2 separate regions of the Anser cygnoides genome follow, and region 2 is linked to region 1. Evidence: chromatin contacts called from public Hi-C data. All regions are on one chromosome and are shown on one strand. The core of a region is the stretch at or near the end of the contact, and the rest is flanking DNA. Distances in the headings are between cores, read along the strand shown. Region 1 holds the start of NF1 (neurofibromin 1). Region 2 overlaps LOC106043768 (a long non-coding RNA gene).

The links. Hi-C and Micro-C count contacts between places; a contact is called where the count stands out from the background.
Region 2: a contact with region 1 is called in a Hi-C map of liver, with 3 times the contacts expected there. The contact joins the enhancer-like site here to the promoter of NF1 in region 1. A contact is called at or near these places in 5 of 7 Hi-C or Micro-C datasets (fetal liver, granulosa cells and liver).

Annotation. Positions count from the first base shown.
Region 1 is chr18:12,005,648-12,010,720 of Taihu_goose_T2T_genome, reverse strand. It overlaps NF1 (neurofibromin 1), which reads left to right and starts at 2,770. Exons shown (of 57, transcript XM_066979781.1): 1 at 2,770-2,983. The coding sequence starts at 2,924.
Region 2 is chr18:12,040,534-12,045,606 of Taihu_goose_T2T_genome, reverse strand. It overlaps LOC106043768 (a long non-coding RNA gene), which reads left to right. Exons shown (of 6, transcript XR_010825798.1): 6 at 1-3. Among named protein-coding and RNA genes, the nearest start is that of WSB1, 17 kb to the right of the region's middle. Within about 2 kb of position 2,981, at least 2 of the 3 cell types and tissues checked have open chromatin away from gene starts, as enhancers often do. A contact at or near this core is called in fetal liver and liver, where this site is marked.

The DNA.
Region 1 (5,073 bases), core at 1,521-4,020:
GTGGCCCAGCAGGAGTGGTGCCTTCAGCAATCCCAGAAGTGCTGTCTGCTGGGAATGTGAAAGGTTTGGCAGCGGAGGGAGTGCTCTGCTTGTGCTTCTGTGTGCACGCTGGCTGCATGCACAGCTGTGTGCATAGAGCAGTGCGCTTCATTGTTGGGAAACACTGATACTTGGCCTGTTCGATTAGCTGCTTTATCTGCTTACCTGGGGAGTCATACAAAAAGAGCTCACATTTTAAGTTTGTGAAAATTTTCAAAATTCCTGAATAATAATAGCTGTTACTTGGGACACAGTTAGAAAAATGCCTTGTGGGCTGTCTGAAAGTATGATTAGAAAAGGTTCCAGTGACCAGCTTCATTCTCCGTCCAACTCAGCTAAGATTTTGATAATTAAGCAAATATATATCCATATCACGTAGGTTTGCTTGGGATGTAAAGCTATATATAACCAATACATTAGCAGTCTCTTCTAGAACATAATTCAACATTTAGTTTTAAAAAGATTTTTGAAATACATTGATGCTGACCATTATAATGCACTCTAATGCAAAGGAATCAATAGCCTTTACACCACAACTAGTTTATTGTAGATGGCAAATGAATAATGCAAAATTCAGTGCACTTAACAGCCCAATATTAGACTTCACAATTTGTATAAATCAGAATGCTTTTTGCATTTCCTGAAAGGTAGTACCACGAGGTCTACAGACAGAAAACTACTATTTATTCTTCAAGCCATTAATTGTGTTTTTTTTTTCTTAAGTAAAATATTTGTGATAGTTTTTTAATCTTTGTATAAAACATTTGCTTCTTCAAATTCTTGCTATGAAGTTGTTGCTAGAATGCAATGGAATTGTTCACATTGTAATTCTGAATTAGGGGAATTCCACTGTTCATTATTTACAGGGAAAGTTACCTCAGAATATATGTGTTACGATAACAGCAACAGTATCCAAGCCAAAGCAAGGCCCCTACTGAGCAGAGTAAAAGCAGTATCCCTCCTGGTTTAAACAGTAGCTAGACAAGGTTGGAAAAAGGTATTATTGGATGATTCCTCTAATTCCATGTTTTTCCACAGTGCTGTATTTTAGGCTCAGTTCTGTCTTGATTACACGCTAAAATGTTTTTCCTGGTGCTGCTGCTGTAGGTTATTTACATCACAGATACTGACTCAGGAATGTCTAAGAAGTCTCTGTACAAATCAAACACCTAATTTTATGCTGCTTGCATTATTGTTTTTGAAATAGTGTTTTGAGATTTTCTTCCACATTTGGGCAAATGGAAAATGAGACGTCCTTGTTTCAGCAGCTGGATTTATTTTCAGTTTTTATTTTACTCTATAGTAAGATGATTGATAACTTTTTAATTTACTAATTCAAGTTGATGATTCAAAAATCTGTTTAGCAAATGTTTCAAATTTGACTGAAGAAATGGGATTAAACAAAAACTGAGATGAGTTTATCATATAGTACGCTCTTTCAACATACATGACATACATAGCTGTACTTTTATGTTATGTCAGAACATATTAAACACACTGTAGCGTAATGGCCTGATTACATCCCGCAGAAAGGATTTGGCAATATCAAACCCCACGTATAAACTTTGGAAGTAAAAATAAATAATGTGTACTTCGTCAGAATGGTTCTGTCTTGGAAGAGAAGGGGCCTGCACTCCCTGCCCCTTTCTGTCCCTCCTATGAGAGTTACGGATTTGCAGATTACAGCAGGGCAAGTTGGAAAGGCTCTTTTTGTGTCTGAAATATCTTAAAAGTGCTTTGTGACAGTCAGCGTAAACACTGCCTTCATGATGCTTCAGACAAGGAAAATTAATCGTCTGGGCACAGACTGAGCAAATCTGGACCTGGAAGTAAGGATAAAAAAAGAAAGTCCATTCATTCTCCAGTTCTTTGCTATGCATTTGTCAAGTTTAAATCCTACGTTCAGGAAGTCCTACCTCGATTTGCCCATTTATTTATATCACCAGAAATGTAACACGACTCTAGCACGGAAGGGCATTATTTTGTGCTCCCGCCTGCCCAGAAGGAAAACAAATTAACATTCCCAAGAAGGAAACTGGAAGCGGCTGTTTGTTTGTCCTGCGCTCCGCATATCCTCCTCTCCTGAGTCACGAAGAGCAGACGGTTGGCTCGGGACCGTAACGAGCTTTAAAAGGCATTTCTGCGTGCGACGTTACGCAGCTCTGCGGTGAGCTCTGGAGATGTAACAAAAGCACGAAATAAGCCGTTCATTAAACGACCTTTTTTATTCTTTAGGAGCAGCCGCCGTGCCCCCGGCCCGCAGGCAGTGCCGGTGCCGGAGGCGTGCTGCCGGCCCCGCCCTTTGTGCCTGAGGGGGACGCGGGCAGGGCCCCCCCCCCGCCGCGGGCTCATTCACCGATTGCAAGGGAAACCCCCGAAACAGCGGGCTGCTCTGAGGAGAACCCGGCGCCTTTCGGTGCTTTTTTCACTCGCGGGGCTTTCTGCCGCTCTCCCCCCGGCTCCGCAGGGCGACCGGCGGCTAACAGCCGGGGGGCGCCGCGGCGGGGTCCCGAGGCGGCCGGAGCCGCCCCCGGCCGCCCCCCGGCCACCGGCGGGGCCTCTCCGCGGCGCAGGCGCGGAGCCGCGGCCGGGCGCAGGCGCGGTGCTCGCCCGGGGCCGCGCAGGCGCCGCCCGCCGCCGCCCGCGTCTCGGCGCTCCCCCTGGCGCGGCGGCCGCGGCGCTGCTGCTCGGCGGGCGGGCGGGGGCGGCCGGGCTCCCGCTTCCGGCGTGGTGTCATGGCGGGCCCCGGGCGCTGAGGGCCGCGGGCAGCCGAGGGCCCCGGAGCGCGCCAGGGATCCGCAGCCGCCGCCCTCGCCCCGCGCCGCCGCCGCCGCCGCCCCCCCCCGGGGATCCGCCCCCTGCCTGGCCGGCCGGGCGGGGGGCCATGGCGGCCCACAAGCCGGTGGAGTGGGTGCAGGCCGTGGTGAACCGCTTCGACGAGCAGGTAGCGGGGGCGGCGGGCGCTGGGCCGGGGGCAGCCGCCTCCCGCCCGCCCCCCGCGGCCGGGCCCTGCCGGGGGCTCCTCCGCGCCCCCCGCTCCTCAGCGCCCGGCTGCGCCGCGGGGCCCGGCCGGAGCGGGGCGGGCTCGGGGCTCGGGGCTCGGGGCGCCCTTTGTGCGGCGCTGGGTGGGGCCCGCGGGGCCGCCCGGCTGCCGGCACCGCCCGGGGGTCGCGGCCGCCTCGCTGCGGGGGGCGCAGGGCCCAGGGGCTGGGGCCGAACCGGCTGCGCCCCCCCTCCAGCTCCCCCGGGAACGCGCTTGGCGTTTGTGGAGGGCCTCGCGGGTGTTGCTGCTTGGGTTTAACTTCTTCTCGTTCACCAGAAGGGAATTAAAGCCTCAGAGATGAGCGCGGGGACTACGTGCCGCTGCGCAGGCAGCTCTGCCTCCTAGCCCGTAGCCGGCGGTGGGTGTCGTGCGGATCTCACCCGCAGCGCCGGCAGCGCGGCCGTCTGGGATGGAGAAGGTGTCCCAGGGCGTGCTGTGGCAGTGACACGTATTTACTGCTCTTTGTAAAAATCAGTGCCGGTAGCTGGGAGAAGGGTTTTCTAGATAGAAGGAAGAGCGGTGCGCTGGCCTTGGACTTGGTGCTTCGCTGACCCACGTGAAGAAACTGCTCACTGGGGTTAGGTGGCACGATTCGCTCAGCGAGGCTCAGCTCAGTGCTTACACCCCACATTTTTTCCCCCAAGATGCTTTCCTGGCACATAAGCGGGATCTCGGTTTAGGCTGAACGATCAGTTTCTGTCATGCCTCACCTTGCTGTTCCGTGAGTACCTCCTTTGTGCCGCCAAAGACCCAGCCCAGCCTAACTCCTGTCGAAGGCACGAAGCTGGTCCTGTAGATTGGATTTTGTTCACCTGCCTTATTCACGTGTCCCTGGTAGTGATGCTTGGCTTTTGACAACCTGCAGCAAGATTGCAGCCTAGTGGAATAAAAATAAGCTGCTTCTTTTTATGTTTATTTGAAAACTGCTCTGAATGAAGCTTATTTAAAAAAGGAAAACATAAAACTTTGTCTTTTGACATTAAAGCGATGCAGATTTTTCCAATACATTTTAGGCGCGATATTTGCATAGCTAACTTAGCCCCCCCACCACCTTATCTTGAGTCATAGATCATTTTTTCCGTAAGCATAAAAGGCATGGTACTGATTATGCTCCCAGTAATGCAAGAAAATGTTTCTTTGTGTACTGGTGTTAAAAGGCCCTAGGCTTTGTCGTTTGCTCTGTTATGTATATTGTGGAACTGGGCTTGCCAACATCTGTTAGGAGTTAAGAACTTGAGCTTTTTAAACAGAAGTATTTCTCTCTGCGTTTCGTGGAGTAAGCACAGACAGGTACACGGGAGGAATCCTCTTCTGGCAGAAAGAGGCTGTCCTCATTTTCGAGATGCTAGGACGCTGGAGTTGCAGGGAAAGCGCACACAACATGCAGTATTGGCTGCTGTAGTCGCAGCGTGCTCGCAAGGTAGGCGTTATTTACAACATTCTGATGGGTGCAGTGAATGGTTCTCTTTAACCAGTGCAAGTTTTTTTTTGCATTGTATCAACTAGTGAGTGAAACAGTGAGGCGAAGATGAGATACTAGTGCCTACTTCTTTGTGAGACGTCTTCCCTCTCGTTGATTAATTTCAGCTCAGGGTTCTCAATTTTGTTTGTTTTCTTTTAATACATTGTTTCCTCTGCCTGGCCTAGTCTGACAGTGATCTTCATGGTGGAAAAGTGACTCTGTTCTTAAGGGAATACTCAGTTGCCAGGTTACTGTGACACCCTTACCACTACTAAATGTGTTCTGAATCAGTGGTGATGCTTCTGTGTTTCTTGTAACTCTTCACTTGGGCGTCCTCTTTGGGTAGTCCCGTGGCTATGAAGTTACCGACTTTTGCTGTATTTTAGATTGCTCATCTGAAAATCAAGTTTGTATTTCATAAAAATATACTCAGTGTAGTGCGTGCCATTTTAGTGGTGATGCAGTTTTGAGCGTTTGCATGCTGTGTCTGCCCTTCTGAACGCAGGACCTTTTGGTTCAGCACTGAGGG
Region 2 (5,073 bases), core at 1,732-4,231, 35 kb before region 1:
GAGGTTTATCTTCAGGAAAAGAAGTCGTGCATTTGTTTGGTTCTCTGGGGCTGCTTGTTTTTCATGTGTTGTTTCTTTACAAATTAAAGCAAGGGAAACAAACAGAAAAGTCAGGGGTTTGTGTCCTGGCCTTGGCAGGACTGTCTCATACAAGCAGCAGTGCTGCTGCTTGTGATGTATACAAGCAGCTGGCTCCTACAAGAAGCCAGGACACTAATGGATCAGAAAATCCCACACAGCTTGTTTTCTTTCTCTGAAGCTGACACATCCAATCTGCAGCGGGATGCTGTTATGATGCAGAGGGGAGCTGCTGCAGGAATCTTACCTCCAAACCCAGGGAAAACTGCTAATTCCCATGTAAACGCACCCTTGTGGTTTTATTGCCTGCTAAAGACCTTTTTTTCTTCAGTCTGACCTCAGAGTCTCTACCTTCATGTACAAACACGGGGAGGCAACTAGTGAATGTCCCTGTCTTCTGCAGGAGCCTGCAGGGCTGAGCAAGCACCCTGGCTTGGGGACAGAAGCTGCAGCTGCTCCCTGGGCCCCAGGCAGCCTTGCTCTGCCTCCAGTTGCAATCAAAGGTAGTGGTGCACGGGGTCCTGTTACAACAGGAATGGAAGCAACTCTGCAGATAGCAGAAAGCCACCGGGATGGGAGTAGGATGCACTCTTGTGCTTCCTCAAAAGCCTCTGTTCCCTACATGCCCTCAAACTGCCTGAGAGACTCCAAATTTTGCCCCTTCAGTTGTCCTGGCAATCCCTTTGCTATCAGTACTGATTCACACCTTTTGAAGAAGGCCAGTGTTACAATCATTGCAACTGCTGAAAACTTCAGTTTTACTCCAGTAAATAAATGTTTGTAGGACCCAGGGATACATCCCAGGATCTCTCACTTTTTGGTCCCGTGGCAGCTGCCACAAAGTACAGCTGATGAATGAGAACAGCAGCCATCTGCTAGCACCAGAATGCTGTAGTTTTGGCTGTATTTCTCGTGAGCATTTTTGCTTTTATATGGCAGATGTCACCTTGAAGCTTGACAAAACAGAGTTCACCATCTCTGCACACCCATGAGCCAAGGGATGTAGCTGGAAGACAGCGGTTCCCTCAGATTCCTTCCAAGAAGCTATTTCCGTTCCGAACCAAGTAAGCAATACCGAGTGTCACCCAGCAGAGAGCACTGCAGACCCAGGAAGGCTTCTAGGCTGGGGGGATGGATTCTCACAAATTGATCCTCACAATTTTCTAACTGATTTATTTTTTTTATTTTTTTTTATTTTTAGTGGGGGATTCTTCTTCTTTCTTCATTGTTTTTTTTCTTCTGGCAAAGGCAAAAGCTACGATTCAAACAAATCCCAGATCCTCAGGAAGAGTTAAACAGTTGTTTACGTGTTGTCAGACCTGACTAAAAATATAATAAAATTTTGCTCCCCTTGCTCTGAGATGAGATTCAGCTCAGATTTACTCTAGAAGTTGAGCTCTTAAAAACACCAATAATTGGTGTAAAATCACAAGAGTAATCTGTTTTGAAAGAGCAGAGGAAAATCAACGCATCAGCAAAGCTGCATCTGTGATGAATGGAGTAAAATCTCTGGACCTGTCCCTATAGACTGACTTTAAAGAACCATATTTACATTTGATCTTGGCTCCGAGAAGCAAGATAGGCACGTGCCATGGTACCGTCTTACCACACCAGGAAGGAAAGTCATATTCTGAGGTGCCTTTATGAGGAAAGTCATAGTCTCACAGTTTTCCTTGGACTCCTTTTCTATGCCTCATTTATTTGCCTATACATGAGGGATTACATTTCCTGTTCACAGCTTTGTTTCTTGTCTGCTTAGCTTAGGAGTTCTTTGGACAAGAGAGACTTACTTATTAAAGGCTTGGATGCCACTGCGTTGCACTCAGAGATGATTCAGACATTTACGGATTTCATAAACATTCTGAACGCTATTATCCTTACATTATTCTGTGTATGCTACTGACTCGCATTTTGAGTGAAGTATGTTTTGAGGTAATTTGTTACTCAAAACACTGCTTTATTTCTGAATAGTAAGTAGTTAATAGCATCTGCTGTTGAAGCCACGAACTATTCAGGAAAAAAATAGACTAAAAACCCCTTCCACGATACATTTCTTATGACTTGCTAGACAGAACTGATACTAAAAAGAGGAAACCATTCTCTACAGGTCACGTTGTACAAAACATCCTCCCAGCTGTATGTAAGAATCTTGGCTGAGGAGAATCCGGGGTCTGGCGCTGGCTTAGCTTTAATGGCAATTGCTTCCTGGGCAAAGAACTCGATAGGAAAAGGGTAATCTAATAAATTCTACACCCACACAGAGGGACATATTGAATTCATTTCTTCTGGAGTGTGTTCCCCAAAGAGCTCATGATCTGGCCTCCATACTCTGCTGCAGACAGAAGCAGTTTTGCTTAGGTCAAGCCTTCCTGGTATGGTTATGCAGCTTAGCTGCAAAGACACTTCCACGCCAAGTACGAGGCTGCCTGTGCAATGTGTGTTCCATGGCAGCAGTGAGGATTAAGGTCATTTTCTGATAAGCAGTGCTTCAGGCCTTTATCACAAGAGATCACATCAGATGCCACGTTTGTCTTGGCTGAAGGCCGTCCTAGCAGCTCTTCACCAAACACGAACCCATAGGCAGTTGAGCACGCTTCCAGCCCCCCCTAATGTCTCATTAGCCAATGGACGCAGGAAATAAGCCCTGTGAAGCCAAGTGGTCTTTGCACCTTCCCTTGGGACACGGCAGTGCGCGCCCCCACAGCCGCTGCCTCTCCAGAAGTACGACTGCCGTGGCGGTGGCAGCACAAGCACCGCGCCAGGCCCATGGCCAGCTGGACACCGCCAGGTTTGAGTTAAACTCGGGCACACACAGGTGGAGGCAATCCTCCCCACGTCGATCCATGTTATATCAGAAACAATATCTAAAACTTCCCTTTCCTTACTGCAAATCTTTTCTTGCTGTGTGACTCACCGGGATCTGGTCACTTGATCAGATTGCTCTCACGATGTATTCTGGTCAGCTGGGTTTTCACTCGGGATGTATTCAGGTATATTCAGAAGAGGTTCCCTAGGCAATAGGTAAAGCTCACCTGTGACAGTACTGAGGTCAGAGAAATGGCATTAGGAAATCATATATCAGGTCTAGTGCTGATTTACAGCAGCACCAGGAAAGGTGCCCCCATCTCCTTTCTGTTTGTTCTCCTGAGAGGGCCGGTTGTAGCAGCTTCACTTGATTCATGGTTCTGACAAAACAGGGCCTTGGGAATCAACGTCAAGAAATACCTTGGCACATTAGAGTGTGTGATACCCTTTGATACCAGGCAGCCCGTAGAGGTTTGCGTGCACGGGGCAGTTTTTAGCTGTCCCCATTGCAATGCCAATGGCCTAACAAGAAGCGGGCAGCTCTGCGCTGGGACAGCAGCAAACACACAGCTCAGTCTTGTGACATGCCACATCAGGATCAAAGTTCTTCCCAAACTAAGTCTTCTCGCTGCTGTTATCTGGACTGGACCTTGGATTTTTTTTTCTTTCACCTGATGCAATTAAGATGAAGCAATATTTCTTTTTTAAGTCTTTCCCCTGGACATGTTTCATGTGCTGTGGCCAGGAGGAGCTAGTCAATAATTAATAATGCCATCAAAACATACCCTAATGGCTCATCTAAGCAGGGAAGCTGTGCAGGTGCACAGGAATATGTGAATCAACACTGCAAATAGCATATGCCGGTATATTTTTTCATCCAGTTTTATTCTGGTATTTATTCTGATATAAGATGCTTTTTGCCAATTGATGCTACATTGTTTGAAAGCAGATTAGGATAGCCTTCACAAAGAGTTGCTTTTTTTTTGGAGCAAGTAACGGAGAAGGAAGTAGCATCAGTAAAATCTTAGTGGTTTAATTAGGCTGGTATAATTAATGTGCTTCCACGGGTCATTGAGCTGATGAGCCTTTTGGATTGCCACGGATACATAGCACAATGGGATTTCTGTGGCCTAACATAACTGAAATAATAATAGAAAAGGCATAAAAAGAAGCAGAAAATGACAGCAGTAAAGAACACAACATATATATACAAATTTCTTTTATAATTCAACTTTAAAGGGCACATTGCTAGTCTACTTGCAGAATTAGTATTTAGCCATTTCTCTCAAATGCTGGCATTTATTGACAAAATAAAAGGGAAGTCAAAGCTTCTCTTGGATTGTATGGCTGTTTCGCCATTTAACCGTATCTGTAGTGAACTTCTGATCTGAGTAATAAAAATGCAGTCTTAGTGAGCGATGTTTTAAATTGAATCCTATCCATCAGAGTAGCTATTTCTGCACTTAGGCTTTCAAGAGATTAAGGGTGAAATCATTGAAGGCAGAGCCCACTTGGCATGCCAAAAGAACTGCTTTTTCTGCAGTTTATTCAAGATTTGGATAGGTTGTGGATGGGAGAAAGCACAACTAAATGGTAGTTCAGATGCTGAGGGGGTAGAAAGTAAGGAAAAGCTTCCTATGTCAGTCTGTCGGAAATACGTAGTGACAGCTTTCCTCTCTGGCTTTAAATACTCCAAAACTCCTGTCTTTGATCATCATTTCTAATAAGCCTCCTTGAAAATGCTAGTTTGTACCTTGCAATGGGAGCATAATTTCTGCACAGCGTATCATTATTTACAGCAGTATAATTCACGTTTGTTCATGATGATGAATGGGATCCATAGGGCACGCTCGCGTGACTAACACTATTCATTTCCGTGGGACCCGGGCCAGGCCAACTCTTTGCCAGTACAGCTCTCAGTCAGCGTTTCGTTCCAAAGTAAGAGTTCATCGGTAACTCTCCCCTTGCCTTTTGAAATTACAGAAATCTCTGAGCACTAGTAATGCAGTGCTACCTTTTGCCTCAGCCATTCTGCATTCTAACTTGTTCAGCGTCATGCAGCTTAGATGATGCAACTAAACTCATAGCATCCATGCCCAGATGTCATCCAAGTCTTTGTGACCTTTCTGGGTGTAAAAAAATAAAATGTACACGAGTTTTACCCATACGAAGTCCCTGCAATTTTTGTCA